Regions from separate parts of the Mus musculus genome. Here region 1 is linked to region 2. The links are chromatin contacts, called in public Hi-C maps. All regions are on one chromosome and are shown on one strand. The core of a region is the stretch at or near the end of the contact, and the rest is flanking DNA. Distances in the headings are between cores, read along the strand shown.

What was found. A called contact is a pair of places that touch in the nucleus more often than the background predicts.
Region 1: a Hi-C map of nephron progenitors shows a contact between it and region 2, with 3 times the contacts expected there. The contact joins two enhancer-like sites. A contact is called at or near these places in 2 of 484 Hi-C or Micro-C datasets (both in nephron progenitors) and 2 of 115 datasets of contacts at active chromatin or transcription factors (bone marrow-derived macrophages and kidney).

Annotation. Positions count from the first base shown.
Region 1 is chr14:76,925,224-76,931,283 of GRCm38.p6, reverse strand. No RefSeq gene overlaps it. Among named protein-coding and RNA genes, the nearest start is that of Gm30365, 90 kb to the right of the region's middle. Within about 2 kb of position 3,708, at least 5 of the 459 cell types and tissues checked have an H3K27ac peak or open chromatin away from gene starts, as enhancers often do. A contact at or near this core is called in kidney and nephron progenitors, where this site is marked.
Region 2 is chr14:76,694,778-76,700,368 of GRCm38.p6, reverse strand. No RefSeq gene overlaps it. Among named protein-coding and RNA genes, the nearest start is that of 1700105F02Rik, 20 kb to the right of the region's middle. Within about 2 kb of position 1,393, at least 117 of the 459 cell types and tissues checked have an H3K27ac peak or open chromatin away from gene starts, as enhancers often do. A contact at or near this core is called in kidney and nephron progenitors, where this site is marked.

The DNA of each region.
Region 1 (6,060 bases), core at 2,459-4,958, 230 kb before region 2:
CCTTGTGTTAGAAGCATTCAGGACTAGAGAGGGAAAGGCATGTCCTACATTCTCATGCACACGAAGGCATAACCTGACCCAGGTATATTCCAACTGTGAATGAAGAGGTGCTTATAACAGGGTTTAATTGTACTCATCTGGAATTTCGCCCCTCCTTGCAGTTGTGGGATTTAATTAATCCTCACCCAGAGGCCAGGCTCTTCAAGGCAAATGCCATAGAAGGGCAAAGAGTTACCTCAATGTGGCTTATAGCTAGATTCAGCCAGTTTCTATTTTATTACTATTCTCTATTGTTTAGAGAACCTTGCTGAACGATTGGATTGTATTTGTGCCTTGGGGCCCTTGAGAGCAATTGGAAAATACATTATAGAATAAACCACAAGATTATTAAAATGACTTCAAGCAGTAGGAATCTAATTTTTAGAGGAGCCTGTAATGTCTGTATTTATTCACATTCCATCCCTTAATTATTCATGCTCCATATTTTGAGAATAAAACGTATGTGTTCTCATCTAATTATCTCATCCCCCTCCACTGCGTAAGCCCTTCTTCATTTCTCATCTGTGAAGCAACCCTGCCCTCTGACAAGAAATTTCAGGGGGACAAGTAATATAAATGACAACACCAGAATTCCTCTCTAGTCTGCTTATCCTCCAGCATGTAGCCATTTCCCTCCTAAAATGGATACTCCCTTAGCCAAGTAGAGCATGGCAGACCTCACCGTAGTAGGAAAAGGCTTAACGCAAGGATTCCTCCTATTGCTCTTTGTTTCTCTTGGTTCGTATCCATCTCTGCCCCTTTCTTCTCTGAGGTGATGGTCATTGGGCTGTGCTACCATTTGATTCTAAAAGGACTCATGTGTTAAAGGCCTGGCTACCAGATGACAGCTTTCTGAGTTGTGATTGAAACACAAAGGTTACAACTTCTTCAATGGTTTGATTTGTTGATGGGCTATAGGGGAATGGGCTAGTTAGGAGGTAGGTCCTGGTTGGAGCTGGTCCCTCAACACTGCCTAGGACCTTAGGCAGTGACTCTAGCTGCTCACTGAGCTACCTTGAGGCAAGAAGATTTCTCTACAGTGATTTTTCTTTTTACCATTTTGCTTCAACATAAGCAAGTAGTGAACAGGGCCAACCTACCTATGAAACCCCCAACCTCAGTAAAAACAAGACAAAACAAAAACAAAAATCCAGGTTCTGACAACAGTACTTGCCACTGAACAAGACTGGTAAGGAGGCCTAGGTGATATCCTAATTTGGTTTCTGTTGCTAAGCAACTCAGAGAGGGAAGAGTTTATTTGGCTTGTAGGTTATATACAAGCCATCGCTCCAGGAAGTCAGGACATGAACTGAAGGAGAGGACTTGCTGGAACGCTGCTCACTGGCTTGGTCCCAGGCTTATAATCAACACTCTTCCTGCTACCTCTCAGGCCTACCTACCTGGGTATGACACTGCACACAGTTGGCTGCTTCCTCCTGCATCCATCAGTAGAAAATGCCCCTTCAGACTTGCCCACAGGGTAATCTGATGGAGGCAAGCCTTCACTTGAGAACCCTTTTCCTGTGTAAGTCAAGTTGAAAACCACAATTAATTAACACAGGGGAGCAACAGCTCTCGGGGGAGCAACAGCAAACCAAGAAAATGTTTGTCTTTTTCTTAGCCTACCACTACAGGAGGGGACAGTAAAGTGATTTGTCTCAAAGGTTGCATGTAAACCAGCATAATGGTACATATTCATAATCACACCACTCAGGAAGTGGAGACAGTATGGTCAGAACTTCATGGTCACTCTTGCCTACACAGTCAGTTTGAGACCAGTCTAGGATGTAGGAAACTCTGTCTCAAAAAGAAGGGAGTAAAGAAAAGGAAGAATGGAGGGAGGAAATGGTAGGAGAGGAAGGAGGGAGGGAAAAAAACTGTCTGACAATTTATTTTAGACCAAACACACTTAAATATTAAGTATATATTAAGAAAAAAGTAGATATTATGAACTTGGAAGGAAAGATAAGTAATCAATAAAGTCTACCCTTTTTCATTAATTGATTAATTAATTTATTTACTTTATATCCCACAGCTTCCCCTCCCTCCTCTCCTCCTGGGCCCTCCCTCTCACCTCACCTCCCTCTGTCTCTGATCCCTTCCTCCTCAGAGAAGGGGGGGCCCCCACTGCTGGTGGGAGTGCAAACTTGTACATCCTCTTTGGCAATCAATTTGGAAATTTCTCAGAAAATTGGGAATAGTTTTACCTCAAGACCCAGCTATACCACACTTGGGCATATATCCAAAATAGGCTCCATCATGCCACAAGGACACGTGTACAGCTATGTAATAGCCAGAAACCGGAAACAACCTAGAACGATGAATGTTCAACTGAAGAATGGACTTTATCCTTTTTCTTTAAAAATGTTGCTCATTTACAGACTGGGATGCTACTCAGCAATTCAAAGCAATGACATCACAAAATTTGCAGGCAAATGGATGAAAGCAGAAAAGATCATCCTGAGTGAGGTAACCCAGACACAGAAAGACAAACATGGTACATATTCACTGATAAGTGGATATCAGCCATAAAGTCCACCTTTTAATCATATTCATATATTTAATACATATATTATATTCTCTCTCTTTCCTAATTAAATTTTTTTCTATTCCTATTTCTTTTCTCACTTTATATAACCTGTTATAGGTACATATTGTAGTAAAAATATTTATCAAAATAGTTTTGTTTATAGTTAGATAAATGTTGGCTATAGAAAGATGTTTCGCCATGAAAACACAAACTAACTTGCTTAAGTAAGGTGCTGAAGCATAATGAGTTCAGGACACACAAACTACCCAAGTTCAGGCCTAGCATTCCAATGAACTACAAGGCCTTAACATCACAGTACTCAGTACATACTATAGGAGGGCATAGTGTGTGTCCTATACTACTATAGGAGAGCATAGTGTGTATCTTATACCAGCAGTGTTGACCTTGGCCTTGCCTTGGTGTTGTGTTTCTTCCAGAAATTATATCATGCAAATAATAACAGACAATACTTCTGCTTCTAGCATGGAGTCAGGTGTTCCGTTCCAATTTCTTTCTCTGTCTGAAGCAAGGAGGTGACACCAAAATAACACCAAAGGGGACTTGAAGCTGACTTTCCTCAACTCCCTTCTCTGCCATTTAGTTTTTTATCATCTTGCTCTCATTCCCTAGAACCAATGATCCCCCAGAGCAGGGTAAGAGGTAGAGGAATTGCATAGGATCTCAGAAGGCAACTTCAGCTATCAGCAAGCTGGTCAGACATTGCCATTTTATTTGTTAGATATTTTAAATGTCCCTCTGGTCTGATTCATTAAACACAGTGAAAGTCTTATACTGGCAAAGATGGTGGGGGAGTAGTAGGAATCTTGCTTGGTCAGGCCCTCCCCAAGCTCTTCCCACATGGAGTTGCTTTATTGAGATGACCACCGAGAGTCTGCACAGCTGTCTCTTTCCCCTAAAGCCCTTCTCACCCTGAAGCAAGCTGTCTTCCAGGAACCTGCTGAGTGTTCTTCATCTACCTTCCTTGTGTGCCCTTGCATGAGTTTGTCCAGGCTTAGAATTCTTTGCTGTGTAGCAATGGCAGTGATGTAATTGTATCCCACAGATTCAACCAGTGGCTCTGTTCTGAATGGGCATGAGGGCAATCATTCACCCAGAGATGCCCTTTTCTTCCCGAACAGACTCTCCTCTGATATGTCTCACACCAGTGGCTACATTCTCCCTCCCTCGGCCTCCCCTCTGCCATGCCTGGACTCATGACCTCCAAACAAATCCAGAGGCCACACTGGAGCCACTAAAAGGGGAAGTAGTTTGTTGGAGAGTCTTACTGTTGTCTGCTGAGTTCTAGCAGCATTGTGAGAACAAGGTGTGGTGGAGACCAGGGTCTCATTGTCAGTTCTCAGGCTTTGGAGGAAATGAAAACTCCAATAGGTTAGGTCTTGGGAAGGTTCAACGTGAACATATTCTCACACGTTGTTAACACCACCCGCCTTACAAGTTCCTTATAAAAACATTTCTGTGTTTTTCTAAAAGCCCTGCAGTACAGCTTGCTTGCATCCCTTCCTTTGGGATAGAGTTCTATCCCATATCCTTTGGAATATGCTGTCTACAGTGGCCAGGATTGTCTGCACAGGTCTCTTCACTGTTTAATGCTCTCAGGCTTAGGTAGGCTGCATGGATTCCCATAGTCCTCCACATGACTCTGTATCACAGTGGTTAGCTGCTTTGTGCATGATGTGCCAATCCCTTGGCCTCCTCCCCTGTCCTCCTTTGGAGGGAAGAGGCAATATTGGTACTACCATCATCTATGCAGGTTCATTGTCCTGTTCCTCACAGCATTCCCTGCTAATCATAAACAAAACGATTACCACACTAGAACTCTAGAAGCATAGGGTAAAAGAATGCATTGGTGTGATTGATGGAGAGGCAGCCTGCATGTCTAACTATGTTAAGAACTGAGCTACCATTCTGTCTCCATGCTGCTGATGGAGCTACGACCACCTCCAGCAGGACCTTTGGATTTATTTGAATGTCACAAGTCTAGGCTTGGCAGAGAGGGGATTGAGGAAGAATGAAGCACTGGAGCAAGACAGAGCGTCAGAGGAAAGTTTGTTCTGGAAAAAATGGGCTTCTCTGGGTGAGTGCCTTCTTACCCAGTTCAAAAGCGGGTCACGGGTTGAATCTGTGGGGCGCAATTACCTCACTACCTTTTGCTAATTACACATGGAAGAATTTAACTGGAATGGAGCAAAGTCATGGACCCTTGTTCTGTTCCTTCCTGGGCTTGACGCTTGAGTTCCCAGCTCTGACGTGTAGCTATTAGTCTCTTGTGACCTTTGTGTGCTATCTCTGAGCATACTGGTTCTGAATAAGATTTTTGCCACCATCACCTAGTATTTTTCTATCTTGGTGGGTAATGTTCCCAACTAGTCTATACCAAAACTAAAACATATTGAGATACACAGAGATTCTTCCTTGTTTACTCTGGTGGGGGTCCATGTTTCATATCCGCTCTTGCTGTCTGTGTCCATTTCACTTTCCCCCAGCCCCAGTAGAATTGCCTTCTGATATCACCTTGGTTGCCTCAAGCCCACTGCAATCCCTCCTCCTCAGGATCCTAATGTATCCATCTTGGTGCTAAGCTTTAGCTTCCTCCATCCTGTCTGGCCTTAAAGCAACCCCCCACCTGGAATTTCCTACCTTAGGCTTGCCTCAAATCTTTCTTGAAAAGTGATTAAAAAAATAAAATGCAAAATGTTTTTTTCGAATAACCACCATACACGATCCAATAATTGAGCTCAAACATTTCATTCCCAGAACGCTGGTCCTCGGGTGGCAGGGCAGTGGTTCGTTCCTGGTTTCTTACAGGCCTAGACTGAACACAGACTGCTCCTTGTGTGGCCTAAAAGCTGCTGGCATGGGAGGACAGGGGGAGTGCCCTCTGCTTTCCATTTCCACAGTCTGTGTGTGGAGGCCCTGCTATGTACAGTCAGTGTTGCACCCTCCTCCCCGGCTTGCCTTGATTACCCTGCAACCACTGTGCCTCAGATCATTCAGTCTGTGACTTTCTCTGAACTGTGCACTTAGGCTGCCATAGTCTATATTTACTGCAAACTACAACTGTTCTACCCCCTGTGCTGAAAGTTACTCCAGGATTTAGATTGGACATGAACATAGGTCTTTGTTCTGTTTGGAATAGTGATTGACATATTTTCTGGGTGAAGTGTGGCTTCCCCTGAAAGGTTGAGATTAATAGCCAGGAAGAAATGGATATACATATGCCTATTCACAGATAGGTAGAGAAAGACCAATTCTTGCTTACCAGAAGTGGGGCAATTAGCTTTTCCTTCCAGTGCCTCTAGCCCTTTTACCCAATAGCCATGTCCAAGTGTGGACTTACCCATCCAATGGAGTCATATTGATTTGTCTGCTTGACATAGAACAGAGGGCTTTCTTAGCAACTTTAGCCAAATTGATAGGTTTTAGTTTGCTCTGGTGTGATCAAGATCAGGAAGTGATGGCACCTAGACCCT
Region 2 (5,591 bases), core at 144-2,643:
CTGGAGTCAAACATCTGAAATGGTGTTTTACTAATAATTTCAAAAAAATTATTGCGATAGGAAGATGACTAACACAACATGTGGTTTGGGTTGCTGAGGAGAGTAATATGATGTGTAGACATGAGTAGAATACGTATGTGTAGATACTATCTAGTATATTTATATATTAGATAGTATATATATATATATATATATATATATATATGAAATACATAGACAGTATATGTATATACCAAATGAGTCCCACACAGAAAAAAAAGGAGGGGAAGAAAGTATCAGACTGCATTTGACATTTCTATCAACCCATCCCCCATTCTCCTCATCCCCCTTAAACATAGTCCCCAACAAATTATGCTCAACACTTATTCATATTGAAAATAAAGTGATTAAATTTCAGAGTTCACTCTAGATCAGAGTTGGTAATCTTTGATACTCTCCTTCCCCTGTCACTAAGGAGGGAAGCTTCTGGTGTTTTGTTGTCACTGCTTATTCTGTTTGTGCCATACTATATAGATTAGGCCTCAGATCGTGTACGTAACAGGTAATCAATCAACCAATCAATCAACCACTGAGATTCTTCTTGGTGGTGGTGGTTTTTTTGTTTTGTTTTGTTTTGGGGGGATTTTTTTTTTTTGAGGCAAGGCTTCACAAAGTTGCCTAGATCGGCATCAAACTTTATCCTTTTGAATTTGTTATCCTTCAGCCTTCTGCGTAGCTTAGAGAAGAGGCTGCAAGGCCTCCTCTTCTGAATGACTCTTGACCAAGCTGTTTCCTCAGGGAGCAAGCTGACATCTTCCGGGGGTTGCACATGCTGTTCCTAGGTTCTGAGGAGTGACACAGCCAGTTGTACCCAAGACCCTTGGTACAAAACCATGGTGTAAAGAGGTCTTTCCAGTAGTCCTGTGTCCTCCCTCCCTCCCTCCCTCCCTCCTTCCTTTTTTCCTTCCTTCTCCTTGAGTACGGTAAGAACCCAGGGAGCCTTGGACTTGGGCAAGATTACACCACCTTACATGCACTTACCCTTGAATAGCAAGCTACCCTGCGCAGCCTGTGCCACCTTCCATCCTCTATGGGGCTGTCCATACAGGCCCTCAAGGGCAGCCAGCTACAGACCCACCACTGACTGTGGTAACCATCCCATAGAAACAAAGCACAGTACAGTAAAGTCCTTCTCCATATGCTAAGCAAAGATGTAGTACACTAAGCGAAGCAGCCAGCAGATAATCATTTACTTCAGCCATGACCTTTGTGTTGAAGGTAATTAGAATGATTAAGCACCTGCTGGCTGAGGCGATGTTGAAACTGAAATTCTCTGGGCCTGACTCAAGGCTTTTCAACCTTATTCCCGTTCCTCTCAACCCTATGGGGAGAGCAGGGCTCCTGTCATAACAAACAGGGAAATCCCCATCTCAGGCCTCCTGCCTTGAAACCCTGCACCAGGCCAGTGTTTTCCTTTGTCATTGGAGGTTTGTTTACTTGCTGGGCAAAGAGAAGCCTGCAAGCATGTACTTGAACCCAGTGGAAGCAAAGCTGTAGGGATCAAATAGCACTGGGGGTGGGAGGAACCAAGGCCAAAGGCACCAGCAGAGTCTAATCCCAGAAAGTGGCTGCAGCTGTGCTCCAAGGCTGTCATCCTTTTCTTACTGGAACCCTTGGGATGTTGTTTATTTCCTATCTGGACTTACATGAGCGTGCCAGCCTAGGGTACTAACGTCACGGTGAGGTGAGCTGCCCTCCTTTCATCAATGTTGATTTTCATTTGGACTCCTCCATTTTTGGCAGGACATAGCTCTGCCAACGTTTTTTTGTCTTCTGACCACGGCCTTGAGAACTAACCCCCTCCACCGAGCTCCACCCCAGCTTATCCCCCAGCTTCCCGTGAGAAATCAGAGACTTAAAGATGATCAAGTTCACAGCGATGCTTAATTAAAACTGTTTCTCTTGAATGGACTGGAAGATCCTCTGAGGCCAACAGGAGAGGAGAAGGGAGTAATAGAACTGGGTAGTCTAAAATGTGCAGTGAAAGCTGAGATTTGCAGGCACAGTCACGCAGAAGGCTTGGATTGGCGTGTTTAGACACTGGGAGCCAAATTCTCCCCTTGACTGCACTCTGTGCCTCTTGTCCTTGAGCTAGCGTGGGGGACACACAGTTTCCACCTTTCCAGGATGCAGAAACACACGAGGTCCCCAAGAGATGGAGGCTCCGCCCTTATCGAGCAAGAGGAAGGCAGTGTTACCACAGGAAGCAATTAGTATGAGGCCCCGAATGGGAAGAGTTCCTGGAATCAGAGAGGTGAAGGAGGAAGAAGGAGAGAGGGAGCCAGTGTACTGTCCAGGGAGGCCTGGGAATCCCAAAAGGTCTCAAGTCCGTACTTCTTTTCAATTATTGTCAAAAACAAAAAAAAAAGACCCCAAACAAACATGTACAGGCTTTAAAATGGGACCATGTAAGAACCATGTAAGAATCAGACTTTACTAAAATTCATTGAGAAATTCAAAGATCAGAACACAACAAACCTGAAATTCTAGTGCCTTCCCCTCACACACTTCATCTTTTGCTCAAGGAAGAGATGAGTCTTCAAGACCTGCTTACAAAAGTACCCTACACGTGGAAGACACTCAACAAAGGCCTACTCTAACTCTGAACAACGACTTTGGTTACCATTATTGTACCTAGGCTGTGTTCAAGGAGCTTGTGTGAACACACAAAGTATACGTAGGATGGTAAATAAATCCCAAGCCAGATTCTGCTTCTCTCCAAAGCTTCACATAAGTAGGCAGAGCAAAACACTAAAGGCCACCGGTGTGGCTAAGAGTAGACCCAAACAGACAGTTACCATTCCTCCTTCTCTCGGTGGTATAGAGATGCTAATAATTGTGCTTGGTGATGGAGGGGGACATTAGGAGGAAAAAAAAAGCAAAATCCATATCAGGAAACACACACATGCACACACATGCATGCGCATACGCACATACACACATACACAAGCACACAGATGCTATTTGTATTCAAATTTGTCCAGGTGTGTGTGTGTGTGTGTGTGTGTGTGTGTGTGCACATACATGCATGCACATGCACACACATACATGTGCATACCTACATGGAAGCATGCATGTGTGCGTGTGCTTGTGTTTTTAACGTGTGTTTGGGGGGCTGCTATTTGGTGGTCATGCACCTGTCGTGAGTTGATGAGAAGACACTGACAACAGAGAAAAAAATGCCCTTTGTGTGCAAGGAGGCTGTGTTTTCAGCCACACAACCTACCAACAGGATGATTTCCCAGATAATGCCTCTGTCTAGCCGACATCCCCCCTGAGATGTTGCAATTAGCTTTGTTTTGATTGCATGCCCTGAGAGCAGCCTTCTGGTTCTTATTTCGTCACTGCAGGTATCTCAATCCCCAGAAGAGGTGCCCTGGATTACTGGAAATAAGTTGCTTGGTTACCAGAATGTAAGGTAGAGCCTAACATTGTGGAGGAATGGATCCGGTTTATACCAGATACATCAGCTCTCTGTAAGCTTAGCATAATTCAGTCCCTCGAAGTCTAGCAGGGACTAGAAAAATAGAGGTTCTTTTATCAGAAAGCTGGGAGCCAGACTCCAAATCACCATTTCCTACACACACAAACACACACACACACACACACACACACACCCATCCATCCCTCGACTTCCTCACTTAAAACGCCGTGGGAATGAGTACCTGCCTTTGTGCAAGGCTGTTGTGAAGATTACTGTTGTTTATGGGCCAGCATGTACATGAAATGATTCAACCTATGGAAAGTGCTTGGCGCTCGAATGACACGCTAGGTAGTGGTTACTTACGAGGGATGGCCTGTCCCGCCAGCAGCAGTCAGGGACATCTCTCTTTCCTTAGCTGTATTGCACAGCCTTCAGTGTAGTTCCTTCTGGACACTCAACTCTGAAAATGGCTTTATATAAGAGCTGTAACTGGGCGACTTCATGAGCAAAGGACCCCTGAACTTATGCAGGTTATGTGGGCCTTACGACTCCATTGCTGACCCCCTTGAAATTCCTTTTTCAACAAGTTCCTCATTTTTATTTTGCATGGAGCTCTGCTATGACTTGGATAAGTATCCCTCTAATGACCTTTGTGTGAAATGCTTGTCTTCCCCCCCCCCCACCCCCCAGCCCCGCCCCGCCCCGCCCCGCCCCGGGACTGGAGCACTGTCGTTTTCTTCAGGAAGTGAGGCCTGATGGGAAGTCTTAGGCAGTAGCGGGCGTGGACTCCTAGGGGTCTGCAGGAGGTTGCTGGTCTTTTCTTTTCTCTTATTCCACATTTCACGGTGAGTCCTCTGCCGTAATGTGGTGCCTCAAACGTCCTACTGGTCGTAAACTGAAAACTTGTAGAACTATGTGCCAAAATAAACCTTTCCTCCTCTTCCCAGGCTGAATGCCTGGGGAGTTTTGTTATGTGACTAACCACGCCTACAACTCACGCAGTTTATCTTATGCACAAGCGACCTTGATACCGTTCCTCTCTTCCACGTTACGGAAACAAACTACATATAGTTTTTACCTTTAAAAAAAATCAATCAATCAATCTCTTTCACTGTTATTTTAGGGGTTGAGATAGGGTCTCTCTATATATATAGCTTCAGCTGTCCAGGAGCTCACCACCATGAACATCAGGCTGGCCTCAAACTCAAGAGATCCGCCCACCTTTGCCTCCTAGTACTGGGATCAAAAGGAACTTCTCCTCTCTATCTTCACTCCCACCTCCTCATTGTGTAATTCTTTCTGAGATAATTTGTAGCCAGCCTGGCCTTCCGAGCAGGGAGTTAGTCTATACCTGCAGTTGCTGCAAGTGACCTGAAAGCAGAAGGACCTTCCGCGGGCCTCTCATAGAGGACTGTACTCTATTGCTGGAGTTAGAAAGTAGGAGCGGGCGGCACTCACTAGAGTTCACTGGTGACTGCTAGGAAGCAACAGCTACAGTCCCCACAAGTGTCCGTGTCCCCCCCCCCCCCCCCCGCCTGCTGCTGAACCAGGAAACTCCATCCATCCGAGACTCCCTATGAAGCATCCACAGGATGCCTGCTCAGAGAGGAGGAACCATAGTTAGTTCTCAACTAAATCTTGTCATGGTAGAGTTAAAGGCAGAGCCGTTTCAGTCAGGTTTCATAAATCATTCTTCCTTTGGGTTTCCGAGATGGTCTGGCCCAAGGAAACACGGATTCTACCAAGTATATGACCACAAGTCACTCATACATATATATCGTTAGCATTTTGTCTAAGCTCCGCCCCACAGTTGCCTGGCAACAGCCAGGTGTGCCTGACTCGCTATAAAAGGGGCTGCTTGCCCCCTCTGCCCTCTCTTGCTCTTGCCTTCTTGCAACCGCTCTGTCCTCTTGCCCGTTCCCCTCCCTACTCTCCACATGTTCATGGCCAGCCTCTCTCTACTTCTCTCTCTCCTCTCCCCCCCTCTCTCCCTCCCTCCCTCCCTTCCTCCCTCCCTCCCTCCCTCCCTCTCTGTGTCTTTCTCTGTCTCTACTATCCTCTCAACTCCCCCCACCCCCATGCCCTAAATAAACTCTATTCTACACTATGCTGTCCTGTGGCTAGTTCC